Regions from separate parts of the Mus musculus genome. Here region 1 is linked to region 2. A link is a contact called in public ChIA-PET data. All regions are on one chromosome and are shown on one strand. The core of a region is the stretch at or near the end of the contact, and the rest is flanking DNA. Distances in the headings are between cores, read along the strand shown.

What was found. ChIA-PET counts read pairs in DNA pulled down with a chosen protein or histone mark.
Region 1: an RNA polymerase II ChIA-PET map of memory CD8 T cells shows a contact between it and region 2, with 13 read pairs. The contact joins two enhancer-like sites. A contact is called at or near these places in 2 of 484 Hi-C or Micro-C datasets (bone marrow-derived macrophages and nephron progenitors) and 4 of 115 datasets of contacts at active chromatin or transcription factors (cardiomyocytes, effector CD8 T cells, embryonic stem cells and 1 more).

What each region holds. Positions count from the first base shown.
Region 1 is chr13:93,987,791-93,994,141 of GRCm38.p6, forward strand. No RefSeq gene overlaps it. Among named protein-coding and RNA genes, the nearest start is that of Lhfpl2, 67 kb to the right of the region's middle. Within about 2 kb of position 3,206, at least 102 of the 459 cell types and tissues checked have an H3K27ac peak or open chromatin away from gene starts, as enhancers often do. A contact at or near this core is called in effector CD8 T cells and memory CD8 T cells, where this site is marked.
Region 2 is chr13:93,812,265-93,818,494 of GRCm38.p6, forward strand. All of the region lies in intron 4 of Arsb (arylsulfatase B), which reads left to right. Among named protein-coding and RNA genes, the nearest start is that of Mir5624, 25 kb to the left of the region's middle. Within about 2 kb of position 2,022, at least 29 of the 459 cell types and tissues checked have an H3K27ac peak or open chromatin away from gene starts, as enhancers often do. A contact at or near this core is called in effector CD8 T cells and memory CD8 T cells, where this site is marked.

The sequences.
Region 1 (6,351 bases), core at 1,956-4,455, 180 kb after region 2:
GCCTGGTCTGGAAAGTTCAGGGCAATATGCCAGCCGCATCGTGTAACAGGTCAGGACTGAGAGATGCTGGGAGAACTCGGATGTCGAGCATCTTAGGCACTTGTCTGCTTAGAAACCCAACAATAACACCTTCACAGTTCCAATAAAATAGCTGGCAGGCAATAAAACAGCCGTTCATCTATCAATAGATACAATTTCTTCTGTGTGGTTTGAAGTGTTCTTGTTAGCAGTGTAATTTACTGTTCAGAAGTCTGGACTGCACAGACTCCACGGATCAAATCCCAACCTCATCACTCACGAGTTGTGTCCTTGAACTTCATCTGTGTGCTTTGGTTTTCCACATCTAAAGAGGAAATAGCAACAACAGCAACAGCTACAATATACAATTGGTGTAATTGAGTTAAAACACAAGCCATTGAGGCTAGTGTTTGGCACACTGCAAATGCCATGAGAGAGTTCCTTCCCAAACTAGGTAGCCCTTGCCTGTTATCCCAGCACTTGAGAGGCTGAGGCAGGAGGATCAAAAATTCCAGGATAGCTTGGATTATGAAGTGAGATCACATCTCAGAAAAAAAATTAATTAGGTATCCAATTCTTTAAAGTGTTTGAAGAAAACGAGAGTAACCACTATTAAGGCTGGGAATATGACTTAGTGCAAAGGGCTGACCGGGCAGGCATGAGGGCCTGGGTTGCCTCCTGCAAAACCAAAAGCCTCATTGTTTGTGCAACTTCAATTGCTGTGGCCTGAAAGAGTAAGCACCCCCACCCCCACCCTGGCAAGGTTTCTAACTTATTATTAAAGCCAGCATTAGAAAGAGTGTGGTGGCACATGCCTTTAAGCCCAGCACTGAAGAAGCAGAGGTAGAGGGGCAGAGGGGCAGAGGGGCAGAGGGGCAGAGGGGCAGAGGGGCAGAGGCACAGAGGCAGAGGGAGAGAGGCAGAGGCAGAGAGACAGAGAGGCAGAAGCAGGTGGATCTCTGAGTTCATAGCCAGCCTGTCAGGTCTATGAGCAAGTTCTAGGCAGCAAGGGCTACATGAAGAAACCCTGTTTCAAAAATAAATGAATAATAAATAAATAAATAAATAAATAAATACCAAAAAAGCAAACAAAAGAAAGAGAAAGAAAAGAATGAATGAAACTCCACATTTCAGATTTTTTAAATGTTTTTTTTTCCGAAAAATGATAGATTCAACTATTTTGATGGAGTGGCATGTGTGTACATGTATATGTGTTTATGTGTACATGTGTGTGCATGGGGGGATGACTGTACTTATGTGGTGAGTGTGTGTGTGCCTGCCTGTGAGTGTGCGTGAGTGTGTGTGAGTGTGTGTGTGTGTGTGTCACTGCTGGGCATCCAACCCAGGCCTTCACGCACGCTAGACAAGTGCTCTACTCCTGAGCCACTTCCAATCTCCTCTTGCTTCACATGGGACTAAGGCAGAAATTGTGTCAGATTTTTTTCCAAGCCAATAAAGTAAGAAACCTAGGTGAGATTTCCAGCTAAGCCAGCTTGAGAAAATAAGGTGTTTCCTATCGCCTGTGTCACCTTCCAGCCCTGTCTAGTGTCCCTGGTCCTTTTCCTGCAGTGTCAGTTGTTGGTTGGGCCCTGGGAAATCCCCTACTAATAATAGCTCCTTTGCCCTTCCTGAATGGAGATAGCACTTGCTGGGGAAGATGAATGTCTGCTTTTGTTATTTACAAGTGTGCACGCGCACATCTGCTCACCAGTGCACACACATATGCACACCTCCTTGAGTTTTCACAGCCATTCTTTTCTCTTCCCTCCGCTCCCCCCCCCCCCCAATAACAACTTGGTGCAGCTCTTTAGAAGTCTGGTCATCTGAACAGATCACTCAGGTTAGAGGCTGAGTCCTACGGACAGGCAACCCCGTTAATGCAGAGCCCCTCTGGGGACGTTTCCTCTTCTGGTTCTGTGTGCTTTACCGCAGGCTTGTTAAGCTGTTTCTGCTGAAGGGTGGGCCTCAGAGCTTTTAGGGTCCTGTGTACCCAGAGAGCGGTACCAACCCGGTGCTCATGGAGAAGCTAAGTGTGGGGCTGAGAGAAACTGCTCACCTGCCCTGGCTCTGTGAGAAGACACCCAGTCATGCCTGGAGACAGATGTGGCCCTGCCTATAGCATGCACCGCACTCACAGCCCCAGCAGAGCCACTGTGACTCTGAAGGCACCCTTGTGCCAGCAAGAGGAAAGACAAGCCTGGTATGCGTGGGACAACCAGATAGATTTGGTTTTGATAGGAAGCTTGATTGTCCAGGATCTCCTCTAAGTTGTAGATCTAGGGAGGGCGTCATGATCTCATTGTGCCAGAGACTGATACCAATCTCAGGTCTCCAAAGGCCAGGAAAGTTCTAGTCCTGGGCAGCTTCCCAGCTCTGGCCCTTGTCACATGGTCCCCCTGTAGAGCCAGCCCTGGAATCTGTGCTGTTCAGCAGCCAGGAGCGACTCCAATCGAAGGACCTCCTGCCCCAGCCGGAAGTGATGTGCAGGAGTGAGCCTGAATTCCTCACTTCATGGGTGTGTAATCAAAGAGCCCTGGAGGGCCCAGAACAGACATGCAGGTACTCTGACACAGGACAGGGCCCAGGGGTGGGGAGTTTCTAGTTCACAAAGAACCAGATGGGGCCTGCTCATGTGACCAGAAGGAGTAAGCCTAAGTAAGAAAAGAATGCATTTCTCATCACAAGGAAAGGAGGAAGCCCTGGGGTTCAAACCAGCGCAGAAACGGAAACCACCACCCCCACCAGCAGCAGCAGCACCTACCACACCTACCACTACCATCTGTCCCAGGAAGAGGCCAATCCCTCCCTCCCTCCCTCCCTGAGTATTCACTGTCAGACTAGGTTCCCCCTCCTCTTTATACACCTCTCGGCATTATGGGGCTCCACGCCAGCCACCCATTTTCCATACAGCCAGTTCTTAGGTGACAGGTCTTGCTGCAGCCCAAAAGCTCATACCCTGGCCCTGTCAATGCTTGACTTTTGTGACTTCCTACCCCAATTCCACCTCAGAATGCCTTTCTGACCCCTGTAAGGCTTTACATACCCTTCACTCATCCCATAGGTGTAAGGCAGCCATTGTCACCCTTGCTTTACAAAGGAGGAAACCGAGGCACAGGCAGGAGACAGGCTAGTGATTGGCAGCCTCCAAGGTCAACACTGAGTCCACACTAGTACAACTGTCAGGAGGTGGAGCCAGCCAGGGCAGGAACTCTGCACAGTCTTCCTTTGAAGCAGGTTTCCCCCTCTCAGCAGGGCAGCAAGTATTGCGGATCTTACAGAAATGTTTACTGATCTGAGACTCCAGGCCCTTCCTCTCTGACAGTGGGAAGGAAGATGAGGAAGGAGCTTATGGAAGCAGGAGGCCCAGCAGGCTGCTCTCCCTGGACTGATCCTATAGAGCGCTCTGTGCTGCTCTAGAGTTAGCTTGGAAAAGGTATCTCAGTTGGGAACATGTTTACCCTGAAAGCAGGATGACCTGAGTTCAATTCCCAGAACTCCCTAAGAATTCGAGGCACAGCTGGGCCATGGTGGTGCACGCCTTTAATCCCAGCACTCGGGAGGCAGAGGCAGGCGAATTTCTGAGTTCGAGGCCAGCCTGGTCTACAGAGTGAGTTTCAGGACAGTCAGGGCTACACAGAGAAACCCTGTCTCGATTAAACCAAAAAAAAAAAAAAAAAAAAAAAAATTCGAGGCACGCGGTGCATGTGTGTAATTCCAGCTCAGGGAGGCAGAGACAGGAGGATCCCAGGGCCTAACCTAACCTAATTGGTGAGCCCCAGGTGATTGAGAAACTGCAAATTAACACTGTGCATGATGACAGAACAATCGTAGACTCACCTTTCACAGCTACTGAAGTATCAGGTATTGGAAGCCACTCCTGAGAGGTGCTTGCGATGCTTTGAACCTGACATGCCCCTTGCAAGCATGCATTTGAATGCTTGGTTCCTGGCTCTTGGCACTGTTTGGGAAGGCTCGAGGGAACTTTAACACACTTGGGGTGTGCCTTTGAAGGTCTTACTTGCACCCCACTTTCTGTCTTTCTCTGTTCCTGTCTACCATGAAGTGGAATTCCCCCCAACACCTCCACTCTCCCTCTCTCCTGCTGCCAAGATGGTCTGTCTAAGCCGGGCGTGGTGGCGCACGCCTTTAATCCCAGCACTCCGGAGGCAGAGGCGGGCAGATTTCTCAGTTCGAGGCCAGCCTGGTCTACAAAGTGAGTTCCAGGACAGCCAGGGCTATACAGAGAAACCCTGTCTCAGAAAAAAAAAAAAAAAAAGATGGCCTGTCTAAGCAAATGGACCCAGAGACCATGAGCTGAACCCTCCAAAACTGTGAGCCAAAATGAATCCTTCCTCCTTTAAGGTGCATGTCTCAGGTATTTGGTCACTGTGGTACAATAGTCACTAATACAGAGCTTGACACAAGGGGTTGAGCTCACACGTATGCAAGCTTATATCAGCCCATATGTATGATTTCCATGTTCTTTGTTCTTGTCAATATGCCCTGTTTTGTTTTGTTTTGTTTTTGTTTTTTAGTTCTAACTGGCAGTGTGCTGAAGCAAAGAGAATACCTGGCTCCTTACATAAGCCTTCCTTTCATTAGGTCACTCTCATCCTCACATCTCTGTCTCACAGTTTGCCTCTCTTGTCACATGAATTCCACACTATATATAACCACAGAACCACAGGCCATTGGCTTGTGGGTCAGTAGCTGGACCGGGCAGCTGAGTCAGCTGGCTGCAAGCTGGATGACTGGGCTCAGCAGCCCGCATCTTGCCTGGGCATGTTTCTTAGAAGGGTAGAGAGAGTGAGTGAAATCATACCAGCCACCATCTGATCCAACCCGGTGCTATGGTAACATTTCACTAACAGAAGTGCAGAGTCACATGGCCAAGGCCAGATTCAAGGATTAGGAAGGTGGACCTCTTCTTCATGAAGGAAACTCGGTTGCATGGCCAAGACCATTGGATGCAGGATCGATGTAATGCCACCCTCATCTGGCTCCAGCCAGTGCTGGCTGCACCCATGAGCAGATAAACCCCCCTGAAAGCAACTCCAACATAGTGACAGCCTACCACCCACAAAGCTAGATCTTCACCCCCATAAAAGGTCACCAGAAAGATCTCTGTTGAGTGTTTACAACAAAGCGTATGGCCCCTAACTTGGTTTTTGTTTGTTTAGTTTTGTGGGGCCAGTGTTAGGAGATCATTGTCCCCCATGTCTTCATGTCTTTCCAGGCATTAGCTGTCATGTGTTCCTAAATATAATTTCAAGTGTTTGTACCATTCCTGTTGACACTGGGGAGCCTTTTCCATAACAGTGTCTTCTGCCAAGAGCAGCTATCATCAGACTTCTAAAGATGTCAGTGTCTCCCTTGTACAGAGAACGTCCCTCTGCCTGCCAAGGGATGTAGCACTCCAGTGGCACCTATTGTCCTGGATAAGAAACTCGCTCGATCATCCCTGCAATCTGAGCCTGCTGACCATGTTGTCTCTATTAAGCCAATGCAATTCTAGTGCTTCTGCCTTGCTCGAGTACATTATTTCTTAATGTAATCTCAACTTGCATCCCAATTATATAACAATTTTGAAAAAAAATAAACCCATATGATAGAGACTAGACTAGTGGCTGGCAGTGGGCAGGAATGCTCTGTGTGTTGGGGGGGAGGGTAGAAGGGAGGGTGAGAGTGAGACAGAAGACAGGAGTCATGCAGAGGTGACTGAGTCTCCACCCGACTGTGGCAGGAATTACACAGATCTGTTGTGGGGCTAAACTAGCACAGAATGAAACTTAGGTCCATATTAATTGTCCTATGTATATAGTCCATAGTATAGACAAATAGTTCATCGATGTTGATAGCAGCTGTATTGATAGTTACCAAAACTTGGGAATGACCAACGTCACATTCAGCTGGGGAACATTTCCTATGTCACAATAAGAAATGAGGTTTTCAAACATAAAACAACATGAGGGGGGGAAGCTTAAACATATTATTAAGTAAAACTGGTGTATCGGAAAAGCTACACACCTTGAGGTTCTGTTACAGATTAGCTTCTATCCAAAATACGTGACAGCAGAAGTGCTTTGGGCATTGGATGCTTTAAATGCTGGAATATCTGTATATTTTCCATAAGATACCTTGGGAAGGGACCCCAGTCTAGAGGCTAATTCAGCTTTGTTTTATTTACCCCTACGCAGAGCCTGAAGGTGATAACACAAACATACTTCTGCTTCTGTGTTTAAACTGCCAGAGTCACGTGAGGTCAGGGGTGTATTTTCTCCTTGTATAAGTGATGTATTTAAAAGGTCTGAATCTTGGAGCACTTAGACTTTT
Region 2 (6,230 bases), core at 772-3,271:
GGATCTCCTGGAGTCAATATCTAACTGCTAATCAGTTGTCCTCTTCAGCTCATCTCGTGGTCTTTCATCTCTCCTTAGCTTCCTCAGCATCTGTTCCCAAAGCCAGCCTTCCCCCAAATCTTTTAAAGGAGAATTCTAGAATCTTTGTTTTTATGTCAAATCATTGCCAGCTGTCTATTCTTTCTCTGAATGTGAGTGATATGGGGGTCTAGAAAGACTACACAGCACGTGTGGCCAATTCTATCCCACATCTGTGTCTTGTCTTGTGGTCAGGTGATGCACACAGCTTACTGAGTTACCAGGACTGGAGTGAAGTGTGTTCCACCTTGCAGAAGCCATTTGACCAAGTTCATTTCCTTCTCTTGTGGCCACCAGTTCTTCTGCCAACCAAAAGCACCTTGAGTGTAGTGACCTGGCTCTACCCAGCTCTGCCCCGTTAACGTTTTACTTTTGCATATGGCCCAGGAGACGAGACCTCTTAGCTATGTATAGAAGGGTAAAGAGGTAATGACTCTTTGGTTGTGCACAAAATTATCACTCCCAGGTTTTCTCTTGCCTCAGTTCAGGTAGGTGGAGAAGCTGCTGTCCAGAGACCAAGGAGTGTGTGGGTCAGCCCTGTTGGCCTTAAAAGTTGGGGAACAGTTTCAAGATTCTAGCATTCTCTCACTGTCTTCCCAGTGTCATGTCCTGAGCTATGATGTGATTCCAGCCTTCTCTGTTTGTTTTTAGCTAGATATTGGCTAAAGGAAGACGTGCTAGGAGGATAAGATGGTCACTAGATGACACACACCCTCCCCCCCACACACATTACAGCTCATCTTTTTAGCTGCTAAACTCCAGGAGTCTGTACAAAATTCAGTTCCAAGTAAGGCTACTCAAAAGTGACGCCCTTTTCTGGTTTCTGTGGGCACTGTACTCACATGGTGTAGTCACATGCAGGCAAAAATCCATATTCATAAGGTAAAAATAAACAATTTTTTTCTTAAAGTTAAGGCTACAAGCTTGAATTTAAACATTGTGTTCTTCATGCCACACTGATATAAATTACCATTGGCTGATTCACGTCATCCTGGTATGAATTTAGTTTGTTTGTTTGTTTTCTGTGCTGGGGTGAAATCAGGAGTTTCACACATGGTGTAGCCAGCTTACCGCTTGGCTACAGCCCCACCTTATCCATCCTTTCTGCAATATGGGATGGATTTTACTGTAAGCAAATATTGCTTGTCTCATTACACGTGGACCATTGTGTTCTTTATATAGCAGTGACCCTTTTGTCCTTCTTTGATAGCATGTGATCAGAGTTTGGGTCCTCCTATTCCTAGGGATATTGATAGCTTGATAGCGTGCAGTCTGCAGTGCTTGGGCAATCTTGACAGAGATTGGGGAGCATTTGCAGAGAGCTGTCAAAGGGTGCAGCCTGTGACGTGCTCTGGCACACATGTAGTCTGTGAGGCAGTAGGTTCGCAGGCTGTGGGTTCATAGTGCACTCGGGTTGTAGACCTGAGGAATTTGGAATGTGTGGGGTGGGCCTGGGCCGTTCTGACTTTACAGTGAAGTTGCCATTCACTGAGGGGCTCTGAGGTGCTCGGGTCTGCGCTTACATGGTGGAGAAAGTTCTTATCCATGATGTCAGTGGCACCTTAAACACCAGAACCTGTCCATTTTTTTTATGCAGGATTCCCTTCAGGATGGGTAGCTGACAGTAGCATAGAGTGCTGTTCCATAGCTTTAAGTATGCTGTACAGTTGGCAGATTTATAAAATAGCATAGGACTCTTGCTAAGAACAAGCCGTCTGCCTGCTAGCCAGCTCTAGACCTGTAAGTGAATGTCTCACAAAACTGAGAACTGTTAACTGAATAAACCAGGTCACACTGCACACCACTGCTCACCTTGCTGTGACATATGCATCCAACACATGTCTGACAAAGAGAGAATATCAGTGAGTAAGTGGGTTGGACCTGTGAGACCGGAGTGACCTGTCCTTGAGCCAGCTATTGATCCATGCTATCTCTTGAGATGTTGCGTATTAGTGTCTGCACAAAGAGCGTGTTGGGTCACTTGAAACTTTTACTCATAAGGGGTGTTCACTTACTGATGACTACACTGAGGGAAAATGATAGCCAATGTACTTTAAGGGCTCTAGACCAGTCTTGCTTTTAGTGTCTCTGTGACAACCCACTGAATCCTCGATCTGTTTCTACGGAAAGGACGCCTCTCAACTCTTACGTTTATAGATTGCCAGTGTTTTATTATATTACTTAATAGGTGCAAGAATATCACATCGTTGATATTTTGAATTTTTGATTTGTGTAACATGAGATAATGAACATTCTCACACTTCTGTGGGCAGATAGTACCGTGGCCTTTTTGAGTTCATTATTAATGGAAGAGGGTATTGAACTGGGCACATTTATTGACTAAATTGCAGGAAGCTTTCTAATTGTTTCGAGTTATTTTCTCCGCTCCCTTTGTGTTTCATTTTAAAGGTCACAGTTATGATGGCTCTGTTTCTGACTAGTCCCACAACTTCCTGTGGCTTCAGCTCCCTCTGAGGCCAGAGGGGTCTTCGGTTGCACAAGCTTCACAGGAAGTTGAGTGAGGATGAAGGTAGATTATAGAGAGTGGAATGAGAACCTAGAAAGCGCAGGTGTACAAAGTAAAGCCACGGCGCATGCGCCACGCCGTGCCGTTCACGGTTGTCTGGTCTGTTCACATCTGTGTGTCCTCCAGTAACAGCCTCAGCAAGTGTTTCCAGAGGTTACTCCTATCAATCAGGCTAATCGATAACATATAACTGTCCACTCTGCAAAGCAGTGTTACTTGGACAATGTGTTGCTTGGACAAGGTAGTCTTGTCCAAACATGACTGCAAGGATGAGCTGATAACAAGATTCTACTTCGGAGGAACCAAGTAAAGTTAGGAACTAGTTCAGAAAGGTTCTGGTGAACCGCAGCTCGGAGGAACCCTTGAGATGAGTGCGAGCGGCAGCTGCTGTGAGAGTAACCAGCAGTTGTTGGGGTGCCGCCTTCTTTCTGCCAGTCAGGGCCCCAGCCCGTGGGTGGTGTCGCCTCTGTTCAGAGTGTCCTCCCTCCTTGGTTAGAAGGACACTGGTCAACACTACTCAGAGGCGTGATTCTGAATCCGTGTCAGGTGGAGAATGGAAACTGTGTCCCTTGTCAGCTCCATCAATCATGTCCCTTTAAATTATAACATTGTGTCCCTGTCCTCTGAAAGAGTCACGTGCTGACCCCTGATTTACACATAAAAAAGTTTCAAGTTCTGCCTCCAAGAGCTTAAGACAAGCCATCCAACCAACCTGCTAGTAGTATATGACTTTTTTTTTTATTAGAAAAAGTATTTGCTTTTATTAGTGTTTATAAAGCATCCAGAGTAGGATAAAGTTTATCATTTATGACTATCATTTTCATTTTTTTCCATTTTTTAATTAGGTATTTAGCTCATTTACATTTCCAATGCTATATCAAAAGTCCCCCATACCCACCCAACCCCACTCCCCTACCCACCCACTCCCCCTTTTTGGCCCTGGCGTTCCCCTGTACTGGGGCATATAAAGTTTGCAAGTCCAATGGGCCTCTCTTTGCAGTGATGGCCGACTAGGCCATCTTTTGATACTTATGGAGCTAGAGACAAGAGCTCCGGGGTACTGCTTAGTTCATATTGTTGTTCCACCTATAGGGTTGCAGTTCCCTTTAGTTCCTTGGGTGCTTTCTCTAGTTCCTCCATTGGGGGCCCTGTGGTCCATTCAATAGCTGACTGTGAGCATCCACTTCTGTGTTTGCTAGGCCCTGGCATAGTCTCTTCTTAATTTAAGAAAATTATTTTGTCGCTAGGCTGTGGTGGTGCACGCCTTTAATCCCAGCACTTGGGAGGCAGAGGCAGGTGGGTTACTGAGTTTGAGGCCAGCCTGGTCTACAGAGTGAGTTCCAGGACAGCCAGGGCTATACAGAGAAACCCTGTCTTGACAAAACCAAAAAAAAAAAAAAAAAAGGAAGTTATTTTGTCCCTCCCTGACTCCAGTTGTCACTAATGGAAATGCACATGAGCAGTATAGAGGCCAGTGTTGGTAGCCAGAGGAAGAAAGGGCCAGGTAACAGTAGTTTATTATTAGTTAGCAGAAAGTGGATGGGTGGGAGGTGCCCTGGGTCTGGAGTCTTTAAACAGAGTATCATAGGTAAAGGAAACATTTAAGTCTCAAGGGGACAGCAAACTGGTGTTCGAATGACAAAAGGCTTCATACTGTTTACCTTCATCCTTTCCATAGTATAAAAATGGACATTTGTTTACTCTGTAGTTTTGTGGTATTTTTTTTCCCCTAAGGGAGAAAACTGAGAGCGTCTAAATTTTCGCTGCTGAAGCATCCAAACAGCTATGTTCTTCCCCATTTGGCTATGTACATGTAGAATTCTCCCTGAGGGCAGTGGTAAGGGCTGTATATGTGTGTGTCATAAAGCCTTTGCTCCTAACGTGAGAGAGCTCCAGGGCTAGCTCATGGTGAGCGTGTCCCAGATCCCTCTCCTCTGTGGGCTTCGCCCCGAGGCCACTGTGGCTGCCTACTGTGCCTCAAGCCTGCTGAGGGAAGTCCACAGCCCCTGCCTCCGCAGGTTATCAGCCGCTCCTCCCTGATGAGAGGGCCTGGGAACCAGGGCTGAGGCTGGGCTCTGCCCTGCTGGACTTGTTATCCTTTCTTTTCTCTCTTCATTCTCTGCTTTCAGAAGCATCAGATCCCCCCTCCAGGACTAAAGCAATAAGGAACGTATTTGCAAGCATCCCCGGTTGCTTCTCTTGCTGACTTTGGCACTTGAGTACATGCAACAACCAACTCTGGACACAAAAATGCTGCCTTCCAGGCTTGGTTCCTCTCCTGCAGAGCAACCCTAACCTCACAGGGCTCTTGTCTTCTGTTTTCTTAATGAGAAAATAGTTTAGGGATTATTGGCGCTGCAGGTTTACTCTTTTCTTGTGTTTTCACTCTTAATCATCTGCAGTCTCTATGATCTCATGTCTTCTTGTTTCAGTATGGCTACATCTAACCAACAACTCAATAGTGGGGGTGGGGGTGGGGGTGGGGGGAGATGGCTCAGCAGGCAATGGCTGCTCTCCCAGAGGACCTATGTTTGGATTTCCTTCCTACCTTCCCTCCTTCCCTCCCTCCCTCCTTCCCTCCCTCCTTCCTTCCATCCCTCCTTGCTTCCCTCCCTCCTTCCTTCCCTCCCTCCTTCCTTCCCTCCCTCCTTTTTCCCTCCCTTCTTCCTTCCCTCTCTCCTTCCTTCCCTCCTTCCTTTCCTCTCTCCCTCCTTCCCTCCCTCCCTCCTACCCTCCCTCCCTCCTTCCTTCCCTCCCTCCTTTTTCCCTCCCTCCTTCCTCCCCTTCCTCCCTCCTTCCTTCCCTCTCTCCTTCCTTCCCTCCTTCCTTCCCTCTCTCCCTCCTTCCCTCCCTCCCTCCTACCCTCCCTCCCTCCTTCCTTCCCTCCCTCCTGTTTTCCCTCCCTCCTTCCTTCCTTCCCTCCTTCCTTCCCTCCCTCCCTCCTTCCTTCCCTCCCTCCTTCCTTCCCTCCCTCCCTCCCTCCTTCATTCCTCCCTCCCTTCTTCCTTCCCTCCCTCTTTCCTTCCATCCCTTCCTATCCATGAAGCACTTTCCACCTCATTTGTGTAGGACTTTTTTTTTTAAGAGTTGTTTTCAAAAGTTAACAAACCTTAAAAGTAGCATCAGTGATGTGGAAACTGTCACATACCTGCACTCTCTGCTGTTAGTTCAGCCTATGACCGAATGACATATTCAGATATGAATTTATCAAATCATGAATGAGGTGGGACTGAGGAGAATGGAGCACATGTCTGGGAATGGAGGCCACATGGTGTCACCTAAACTTCACACTGGTGTCACTCTAGGTTAAGAAGTCCTCTCTAAGTCCAGCAGTAGTAATAAAGCAGGCTGGGTGGTGGGGTGCTTTGTGCACACAGTATTTCAGGTCACATCTCTGTGTCCTTGAAGGGTGTGTCCTGCCTGGCTTCTGTGAACAGGTTGTCATCAGACTGTTTTTCCTAAATACCCATCCTGTCCTTTGTTGGTAATAAGAATTTATAGTTAAAGGGCATGGATCTGTGATTTTAGTTAATACAAGGAGCCAGTTCCGTCATCAGTGAGATAGAGCCTCTGCCTGTGGAGGACCTAGCATAGTGCTGGTCTGGGGCATAAGCATCACTCCAGG